Linked DNA regions of Ovis aries: region 1 is linked to region 2. A link is a contact called in public Hi-C data. All regions are on one chromosome and are shown on one strand. The core of a region is the stretch at or near the end of the contact, and the rest is flanking DNA. Distances in the headings are between cores, read along the strand shown. Region 1 overlaps PHF20 (PHD finger protein 20). Region 2 holds the start of ROMO1 (reactive oxygen species modulator 1).

What was found. Hi-C and Micro-C count contacts between places; a contact is called where the count stands out from the background.
Region 1: a Hi-C map of retroperitoneal adipose tissue shows a contact between it and region 2, with 1.9 times the contacts expected there. The contact joins the enhancer-like site here to the promoter of ROMO1 in region 2. A contact is called at or near these places in 2 of 16 Hi-C or Micro-C datasets (muscle and retroperitoneal adipose tissue).

Annotation. Positions count from the first base shown.
Region 1 is chr13:65,020,647-65,025,875 of ARS-UI_Ramb_v3.0, forward strand. All of the region lies in intron 10 of PHF20 (PHD finger protein 20), which reads left to right. Among named protein-coding and RNA genes, the nearest start is that of SCAND1, 61 kb to the right of the region's middle. Within about 2 kb of position 3,920, at least 29 of the 54 cell types and tissues checked have an H3K27ac peak or open chromatin away from gene starts, as enhancers often do.
Region 2 is chr13:64,891,622-64,896,576 of ARS-UI_Ramb_v3.0, forward strand. ROMO1 (reactive oxygen species modulator 1) reads left to right here and starts at 1,812. Exons shown (of 3, transcript XM_012189126.4): 1 at 1,812-1,874; 2 at 2,064-2,194; 3 at 3,099-3,296. The coding sequence starts at 2,064. The coding sequence ends at 3,207. NFS1 (NFS1 cysteine desulfurase) reads right to left here and starts at 1,775. Exons shown (of 12, transcript XM_060397746.1): 1 at 1,614-1,775; 2 at 894-1,003; 3 at 86-202. The coding sequence starts at 1,710. RBM39 (RNA binding motif protein 39) reads right to left here. Exons shown (of 17, transcript XM_060397742.1): 17 at 4,924-4,955.

The DNA of each region.
Region 1 (5,229 bases), core at 2,670-5,169, 130 kb after region 2:
GCGAAGATAGAAATAAGGTAAAATGAAGGTGGGACAGGGAAGTCTTGGAAAAGATGGTGGGAAGATTTCATGTTGTTTTGTTTCTTGAGGTTGCATGGAGGATTTTCTAGGGAATAATTTTGAAACCATGGCAACTAACTGAAGTACTTGCCTGTTTGCAAGAGAGTGTGTAGTAGAGTTAGTGGTGTGATTACCTGGAGCTTGAGCTAGGAGGAGTAAATGCAGCATGGATACCGTTACTTTTTTCTTTTGGAAGAAGCTCTAAGCTATTTGTTTTATGGCTTAAATGTCAAGAGGGGAATGCAGTTGAAATTGTTCTACTTGAATAGGAATTTATTCAGAAATTAGAATATATGCCCTGAGAAGTTAGGTTATTCTCTAAACCTCAGCCCAGCCTATTTGGTCATTCACAGATAACCAGGGCTGTTTGAAAATGGACTGTAGTCCATTCATTAATTTTGCATGCATGCTCAATTGCAAAGTCATGTCCACCTCTTTGTGACCCTATGTATGGTAGCCTGCCAGGCTCCTCTGTCCGTGGGATTTCCCCAGCAAGTATACTGGAGTGGGTTGCCATTTCCTTCTCCAGAGGCTATTCCTGACCCAGGGATTGAACCTGCGTCTCCTGCTTTGACAGACGGATTCTTTACCACTGAACCTCCAGGGAAACCCATTCATTCATTTTAGTCAATGAATACTTAACAAGTGCCTACTAAGCGCCAGACTCTATTCTAAGCTGTGTCATTTGTGAATATTCTAAATGAACCATAAACAAGAGAGAAAACTAAATAAAAGTGCAGGCTTATTCACCTAATTTTTTCTTTTTTTTTTAAACCGAGTACCTGTTAGAAATCGGACATTGCCACATGGTCTAGTGTTCCACTGATATGTTATCAGTTATAAAATGAATGGGAAGTTACTTGTCACTGAACTATTAAAAGTTTACAGATGATTTACTTGCAAATTAACCAGGTTAGTTTCAGAGTAATGCCTATAGTAGTTTTTGTAAATGATTTATTTTTAAATTAACTTGTTCTGGTTTAGTGTAGTGCTTATAATTGTTAGATTTCAGGCACCTGTGTTCTCTGTTTTCTTGAGTAAGAGAGTCATAGACTTAGAGGCATTGTAGTTTGGGAAGTTGGGAGTGTCTGTGATCTGTCATCAGACATGTCCTGGTGGAACACTGGCTGAGAATTGATTGTTCTTTTGGGGTTAGAGAAATGAATGAGACATCTGCTCATTGCCCTTGTAGGTCTTTCTGTCATGAGGCATGAATGAGATTGTATTATAAGAGAGAAAGTAAGGTGGTGTCATGAGAAATACTTAAAACTTTAAGAAGAGAAGACTGCCAGTGATAATGTGTGCCTGTCACATGGAAGTTGAACTCAGGATTCTCTTGTTTGAGTCCTATTGCCTGAGAACAAATACTGTATGCTTGGGAGTGAATACTATACCTCTTACTGTATGCCTAGGAGCTCTGCTAGCTATCAATGGGACGCTCTTGGTTTTAGGGTACATTAAGTGCTCTTTGGACCTGACATCTGGATACAGGTGATGTTTAGGTTAATAGTTTGAGGGTAGGGGTGGAAGAATATGGAACTTGACAGGGCTTTGAAGGATGAGTAGCAGTTAGGCATTTGGAGATGAAGACAGAACAGCATCAATAGTATAATCACAGGGTCTTTTCTGAGACTATTAGGTGTGCTTTCTGACTTAATTGAAGGCTTCCTGAAGTGGACTAAGGCTGAGCAGGTAAGTCGGTACCAAACAGATAGCTGCTTTGAGTTGCTTTCTTGTTTGTGAATCTATTGAAATGCTTCGTTTGCAGGATAGAGAGAGCTGTCAGTTCACTTGAATCTCTCTGTTGGTAAGGTTGCATTCCTCCTACTTAGCTGTTCTGTGGCCTTAAGGTATTTTAAAGTTTTTTTTTTTTTCCTATTAATTGTTTGACAATATTTACCCTTGAATATTTTGATGTATATTTCCTTAAAAACAAAAAAAGACAGCATTCTCTTATGTTACCACAATTATCAAAATCTGGACCTTATTCAAACTCCACTAGGGATTTCATTGGTACTTTTTACCTCATTAATGGAGGTAATCTTGTCTTTATACAGCATATTCTTTTTTGGTAACTTGCTTTTTTATGTTCATAAAGTTGAAAAGAAATCTAGAAAAGTACTGCTGCTAAGTCACTTCAGTCGTGTCCGACTCTGCGACCCCATAGACGGCAGCCCACCAGGCTCCCCCATCCCTGGGATTCTCCAGGCAAGAAGACTGGAGAGGGTTGCCATTTCCTTCTCCAGTGCATGAAAGTGAAAAGTGAAAGTGAAGTCGCTCAGTCGTGTCTGACTCTTAGCGACCCCATGGACTGCAGCCCACCAGGCTCCTCCATCCATGGGATTTTCCAGGCAAGAGTACTGGAGTGGGGTACCATTGCCTAACATGCATGTTTCCCACCACCTGAACTGCTGGTTTTGGTCCTGAGTGAGGGCCTTAGGTCTTTACCCTGCCCGGCTGCTGCCTGCTGTCGCTCCAGTTTCATCTTTCCTCAGTTCCTCTCCTTCCTGCTGCCTCTGTCCAGCCATAGTCCTTGTCCTCCAAGCAAGTATGGTCATCATTTTTGAGTCATAAGGAGACAGCAATTAAAGGTTTTATTTAGTGTTGATATTAAAATTTACATTTAATTTTTCACAGTGAGAACACTAAGGTATACTAATTTTGTAAGTACAATTTCTTGATGAGTTTTCACAACTACTCTGGCATAAAGACAGTTAAGGACCCCTATTTAAAGATTATTATTAATATATAAAGAGTCATTTTGCTGTTTGTTTCCCTCCTATAAATTTCAAAGCCAAATATACTAGGAAAAATTAAAACTAAGTAAAAGTAAAACTAAGTGAAAAGTCCTCCATTACTCTTCCCCCTCTTGAAAGAACCATGGAACAGTTTGGTATATGCTTTTCCATTCTTCAACACGTGGTTCTCTGCATATACAAACACACATGTACCCATGTCACTTTTTAAAAACAGAGTGGTAGAATCATATTCTTGCATTAGTTAATGGCTTATCATTTTTATACAGCATTTTTCCGTGTCAGTTCATAGCTGTTTCATGATTATATATAATTTATTTCTTTGGATGATTTTCCATAATTTATTTAACTTCCCACTGTGAAAGACATCTAAGTTCTTGTTAATTTTTCACTGTTAATTCTCCCTGTTTTATAAAAGAACCTAGTATGTGGCAAGAAGGGGTAACTCAGCCAGAGTTAGAATAACACGTTTTCCAATGACTGGGTCACTCCACCTCCTGTCTTCTAACTGAGTACTGAATGCCATCTGATGAGATGCTGGGTGCTGTATAAACCAGGTGAAGTGAACACACATCCTGCCTTTAGAGAGGTTGTAACATGGAGCTCGCACTGCCCTCGAGGGCAAGTGTTAAAGCAGGGTGTAGACTCAAGTAAGCAGCTTAGTAGGCCAGCTTTGAAGAGCACTGTGTGTGGCACACGTGATGTCAGTGCTCCAGACAGGGTGGCGCCTTGGAAATTCTTTAATTTGAGAGGCTGGAAGTGTTGATCTGGAAACTGAATGATGTTCCTGGTTTTTCTTTTGGAACATGGGCTTAGTGGTGAGCACAGGATGAAAAGATTGCTGGTTGTTGAGAACTCATTCACCAGGAATGTATTATGTAAGTCAGCAGGAAGGAGGGCGGGATCATTCTCAGAAGCATCCCGCAAGGCCCCCAGAGGCCAGGGTGCTGCTGTGTTAGTCACCGTTTAGAGGTTGCTGTCCTGAGGTGGTGCCAGTCTTGTAATTTCTAACTGGATGGAGTCAAGATCAGTGTGAAGGAGGCTGGGAAGGCAACACCATCTAGTCTAGAGCAGAAGCCCTGCATTAGCTGCTCCATACGCAGCTCTGGCCTTTGGGGCAGCTCTGCCATCTTGTGGAATAACTGCTCAGTTTCTCTTGTGAGGGCCAAGTGTGGATAGTCTTGCCAGGGTTGCTTTCCTCCCACTTAGCTATTCTGTGACCTCCAAGTATTTTTCCTGCGTAAATTTTTTCATCTTTATATTTAAAAGATGTTTTTATTTTGACACATTGGAAGACGTAAAAAGTTGCAAAAATAGTAGAAAGAATTTCTTGTATACCTTCAACCAGATTCCCTGTTTGTTAGCAGTTTTCTATGTTTGCTTCATTATTCTATTCTTTAAAAACTATTTTTTTCTGAATTATTCGCAAGTAAGTTGCAGACCGTTACCCCTAAATTTCTCAGTGTCTATTTCCTGATAACTAGAACATTTAATTACATGACCATAATTTAATTATCAAAGGCAGGACCTTATTCAGACTTCATCAGTTCTGATAATGTTCTTCATAGCAAACATGGAGGAAACTTTTTTTGGAGGGGATCAGGATCCAACTCAGGATGTCACACTGGATTTAATTGTCATGTTTCATTAGTTTCCTTTCATCTGAAACATTTTTTGTCAGTGTTTTGTTTTTCATGACCTTGACATTTCTGAAGAATATGATGTCGTTAAATTTGGGTTTTTTTTTAATGTATCCAGATAATTAGATTTAGGTTATTCCCTTTTAGCAGCAACACCATGCAAGTGATGTATCCTTTTCAAGTGTATTCTAACAGGAGCTGCATGATATCTGTCCCATTTATTGGTGAAGTTAACTTTGGTCACTTGGCTAAGGGTACTGCCCACCAGGTTTCTCTACTGTAAGGCTGTTATTTTTCCCTTTATAGTTACTAAGTTTCTGGTGAGAGGATACCTTGAATATATGTAAATATCTTTATTTACATATACTCAAATATCTATGTGTTTCTTTATCAGGAGTTCACCCTAATATCCACTTCTGCTTCTTGCCTGATAAATATTTTTACTCTGAGGTCTACCAAATGGTGATTTGTAACTCTCATCATTCCTTCTACGTTTATTAGTTTGTATTGTGTTAAGGAAGTGCCTGCCTGCTTGCCTTTCCCCCTCTCCCTGATTCCCCCCTCCCTCCCTTCTTTCCTTCCTTCCCTCTTTTTATCCACATGGTCTCGTGGCATTTCTTTTGTTCTGCGGGTTATAATGGTTTCTGTCTTTATTTATTCTAATAACCACCTTGTGGAGCCCTTCAAGCTAGTTCCTTCACTTTCTGGCATAAGAAAATGTAGCACACTCATCCTGTACTCACCCAGCCTTGGATTCAGCCATTTCTCCAGGA
Region 2 (4,955 bases), core at 562-3,061:
CTACTAAAAAAAAAAAAAAAAAAATGCCACCCACAGGTCACTGAAACCTCTGACATCAGAACTTCCTAGTGTCCTGTGTACTAACCTGACGAGCACATTCCATGGCAGCCTCACTCTCCCAGCCATAAGCATGTGTCCGGGAGTGTGGGTTTCCATAGTAGTTGACTAAGTAAGGGAGCATGGCATCAAGCACCCGAGGGTCCTGGACAAAACAGAACAGACCAGTCTCCTTGAGCCCATAGTTAACCCGGGCCCCACTCCATCCCCTGACCTACCCAACCTGCTTCAACACACCCCCAATCCTTCAGACCCTGCCTAGATTAGGGCTCAAATATTCTTCCATTCCCCCAGGTTCTAACCAAATATTAGCTTAATACACTCTCCTCCCAATCCGTCTTAAAACAGATTATTCTACCATCTCCTCAGATAATCTACAAACACTGCTTTTTCCTGACAGTTGTGTCTGTAGGTGTTTTCACTGCCAAGCAATGTGATATCTAGGAGAGGATGTTGATGAAAACGTGCATTAATATTCCAGTGCTCATCATGCTCCAGGCACTATTCTAAGGGCTGCTTTATTATCTTTTAACCTATTTAATTCTTGCCCAAATGCATATAGTAAGCAGTGGTCCAGTAATTCCAGAGCCTATGCTTTTAACTACTAGGAAAGTGCCAGCAATAAGGTGATTTGACCAAGATCAATAGCTAGTAAGCAGTACAGACACTTCTAGTGGACTACAATGTAAGCCTCCAGTCTCCTGGCTCATTGCTCTCCCAGCACACACTTCTCAATGGTTCTCACTTCTACAGGGATTCAGCCATTTATGTGCATTGCCACTTCTACAGTATAACTCCACTAAACAGCTCAGGGAAAGCTGCCCCTCCATCCTTACCAGAGGAGTTGTAGCTTGCACATCCATGTACAGAGGTCGCAGCACTGACTCCGCCTCCAGAGCAGTGGCTGCATCAGAGGCAACAGCAGACTGGGGAGTAAGGTCTATACCTGACAAAAAATGGAACGGAGGGGCCAGGTGAGAGGGGATGCAACTCTGCACACAGGGCATCCCAAACAACAGAATTTAAAGGCTGGACGGAGGTGACATAAGTTTAAGCGATGCTGAGCGAATCTCAACGCAAAAGGAAACAGAACATCGGAAAAGTTGAGCAAACTTTAAAAAAGAGGTAAGGGAGAGAGACAGGGTTCTTAGGGTAGGGTGTTGAGACAACATTCAAATTGCGTCGTTGGAGTGAGGAAATCTCCGAAAGGGCAAAGCCCCTGAGAAGGAACGTGGAGACGGTAGGTAAGATCTCCTTCAAAGGTTACTGGCTGGACCACTAGCATCTCTACAATTGGGTCAGGAGAGGTCCGATGGCCGAATTTTAGGGCTCTGAGGGCCTGCGGTGCAGGATGTGAAGTGCGGGAGCGGCGATGCGGCGAAGTCAACGGTTCAGAGCGCCGGTATGAGAAAATCTGAGGGGTCCAGTCAAGAGGAAGTGTCAGAGGGTCTGGGTAGCGGAAGAGGGAGGCTCCTGAATATGCAGGTAAGTCGCCTAGCCCAGGAGAAAGTTCCGCGCCTCTAGGGAGGTGGCAGCGAGGGGGGCCCCAAGCGTACCGCGCAGGCGCAGCCCCCGAGTGGGTGGCTTGGCCCTCGGCCCCGGAGCCGCGGGGGCGGTCGTGGCCACCCGCCTCCAAGCGGTTCGCAGCAGCATGGTCCCGGTGGCAGGAGCCCCCCGCCCGAAGCGGCTACAGTCCTCAGCTACAGGATCCAGGAAGTACTACTCCGCGCCCCGGAAACGCTTCCTCGGATCTCGAGTGCGCTCCAGCTCGCGTTCCGCGTAAGACGTAGATCTGAGCGACCGAAGCCACGAGCGAGGTGAGGTGGGGGCACCGTGGCGCGGGGACTCGAACGCACAGTGGGTGATGGAGTCGGGCTACACCCTTCTTTTCTTTCTCGGATTTCCCAGAACCCCTGGGCCGGTTCCCTATCTCACCTCCTCTGGCCCCTGCTGGAGTCTCGGGCTGGCGGCTAGGCCCACACTTCCCTAACCTTCGAACCCCGCAGATGCCGGTGGCCGTGGGTCCCTATGGACAGTCCCAGCCAAGCTGCTTCGACCGCGTGAAGATGGGCTTCGTGATGGGTTGCGCCGTGGGCATGGCGGCGGGGGCGCTCTTCGGCACCTTTTCCTGTCTCAGGTGAGGGGAGCGGGCGGTGATCTCTGGGGACTACCTGATTTTCCCACCCCACAGCTCTCGGCCTACAGCCCGAATAGAGCTTACTACTTTCCAATTCTGTCGCTGCCCTGTAACGAACGAGACTGTTTTCCTAATCACCTTCAGTGTGGGAGGACAGATGATAATCTAAATGGTTGAGAATAGGGTTGGAGCCTGGGTTTCAAGCAGAAATGAGGTCAGTAAACCTCTACATCATGTACAATTCTAAGCTCAAATCAGACCACACTTAACAGAGAACCTGGCACATATTAAGTGCTCAATTAATGGCTGTTCTGTTTTACTCCTGTTAGGCGCATGGCGAAACAAACTTGGTTAATTTCACTGCTCTGGGAACAGGATGTAGAAATTAAGCAGATAAACTCTACACTCTATAGTTTTTACACATGAAAGACGCTATTGTTTCTGGTAAATTATCGTTTACTGAGCGTTTACTGTGTCACAGTGCTGAATGCCCTGTTATCACAACACTGCTGTGAATGTTAAGAGCCTCATTGTACACTTGACACAGCCCGTAAATTGCACTTAGTTCTTGACGCCAGGTCTGACCCCCCAATCATTAACACTAGGAGACCATCTAAAAAATGTTGTATTGGATCATGTATACCCTGGAGGCAAAACCAGCACCCAAAAATGATTTCCCTGTTTCTGTACTTTATACTGCTTCTGTTGCCTCCCACAAACTCGTCAGTTGCCTAGAGATCCTAATGGATCCTTTTCCTTAGCATTACTCACTCCATGTGGCAAGAGATTATAATGTCCTGCCAGACTTCAGCAGTGCCTGATTATAAATCGGAAAGGGGCAGTTAATGCTCCTCCCTGTATTGTTGTTCCCAAGTGGCCCCATCTTGGTTTCCTCCTCCCTCAGGATTGGAATGCGGGGTCGGGAGCTGATGGGCGGCATCGGAAAAACCATGATGCAGAGTGGCGGCACCTTTGGCACATTCATGGCCATCGGGATGGGCATCCGATGCTAATCAGGACAGTGGTTGCCCACAACATCCACCCCCTCCCATCAGTTCCATCCCATGTGTACTATAATAAAGCAAGTCTTTGAGTATTCGGAGTTTCTGTTTAGAAGCATTTTTTCCTCACAGCCAATTACCCAGCTTGCTTAAAGATCTTTGGAGGTGGGCTGAGGTTCGGTTTCTTGTTTCACAAGAGCTTTCTGTTAATCCAAACTCGGAATGATTTATCATGCGTTAAGACTGTTCATAGCTTCTTGGAAATCCTTATTATTCAGCCCTTTAAGGTTGATGCTATTAGTTTCTCTCCTTTAAAATGTTAAATCTACATTTCCTCAAGGTCACACTACATTAACCAGCCTTATTTCCAGTGCTATTACCTTGTATACCCAAATATTGTCTTCAGATGAGTTGATCAGAAAAAGAACAAATTCAAACCACTTTTGTAGCCTTGCAACTTCAGATGGCACTAGCAGTCAAGAATCCACCTGCTAATGCAGGAGGCCGGGTTCCGTCCCTGGGTTGGGAATAGCCCCTGGAGGAGGGCCTAGCAACCCACTACCCTACTCTTGCCTGGAGAATCCCACGGACAGAGGCATGAGTTTGCAGCCAGCCACGACTTAAGCAACTTGGCACACAGCTCACACAGCTTCATCTCAGATGATTTTCTAACCAATCATCAATGAGGATGAAACTTATCAGCTGACTCTCCTTCCTTTTAACTGGTTAAGGTAGTTTCTCCATTATGAGAAGTGCTTCTCACCTGTACAGGCAACATATTCCTTGATACTAAGTTGCCCCTCAAGAATTTAAGAAAATGGTGGGACTACCCTGGTTGTGTGGTTAAGACTCCACACTCCCAGTCAGGGCATAGGCTCAATCCCTCCCTGGTCCAGAACTAAGATGCCTCATTGCACAGCCAAAAAAAAAACAAAAAAACCAACAAAATATGGTAGTTAACTGTTTTCATGAGATTAAATACCTGAAGTTACCTTTGCTGGCCCAGTTTCCTAGAAAGAAACCTGCTAGTACTTGATTCAAGAACAAAATCTTTAATTACAAAGATACTGATAGTTTGGGGTGGGGGGGGAGTTGTCATGTAAGTCTCTGCCACCCAAAAACTGCTGCTCCGTGTTCAAAAGTAAAGATTATCTTCGAGTTTTTTCTCCAGGTTAAATAATTGAAATTACAAACATCCTTCAAATGCGGTGGTATAAAACTGTGATGCCTCCAAAGTCAAACCAATTAATCTTGATACAGACTAAATTTGTAATACTTGTCCTTCATCCCTAACAATTTTAAGGGTTTAGAAATCAGGTGAGGAAATCCATATTGGAAGGAGTAATTAGGAGTAGCAAAGATTCGATTTAGATACAAAAACTTGAAGCAGAGTTCAGAGCATGAATTGGGAAGGGTTGCTGCCCAAGTGAAATTAAATCCAAAACTGCACTTAAATGCGCAAACAACACAGAAACTTAATGCCCAGGGGTTGAGGCCTAAGCAAACCTGTTTGGGTTTTCTTTGTATCATAAATCCCTCAAATTTTATACAATATCCTAAATAACAAGTGTATTAAAACTCATAGAGGAATGTAGAGGGACAACTTGAGGACAACAGTTTCAATTAAGTTCTGAAGAATCAACTGAAAAAGTCAAAGAAACTAATAGGCTATTGTAATTTCCAAGTTTCTATGACTTTAAAACGTCTCAAAAATGAAGATTTCTTATGGCCTTTTTAAGAGAATTTTATTTGAGTGGTTC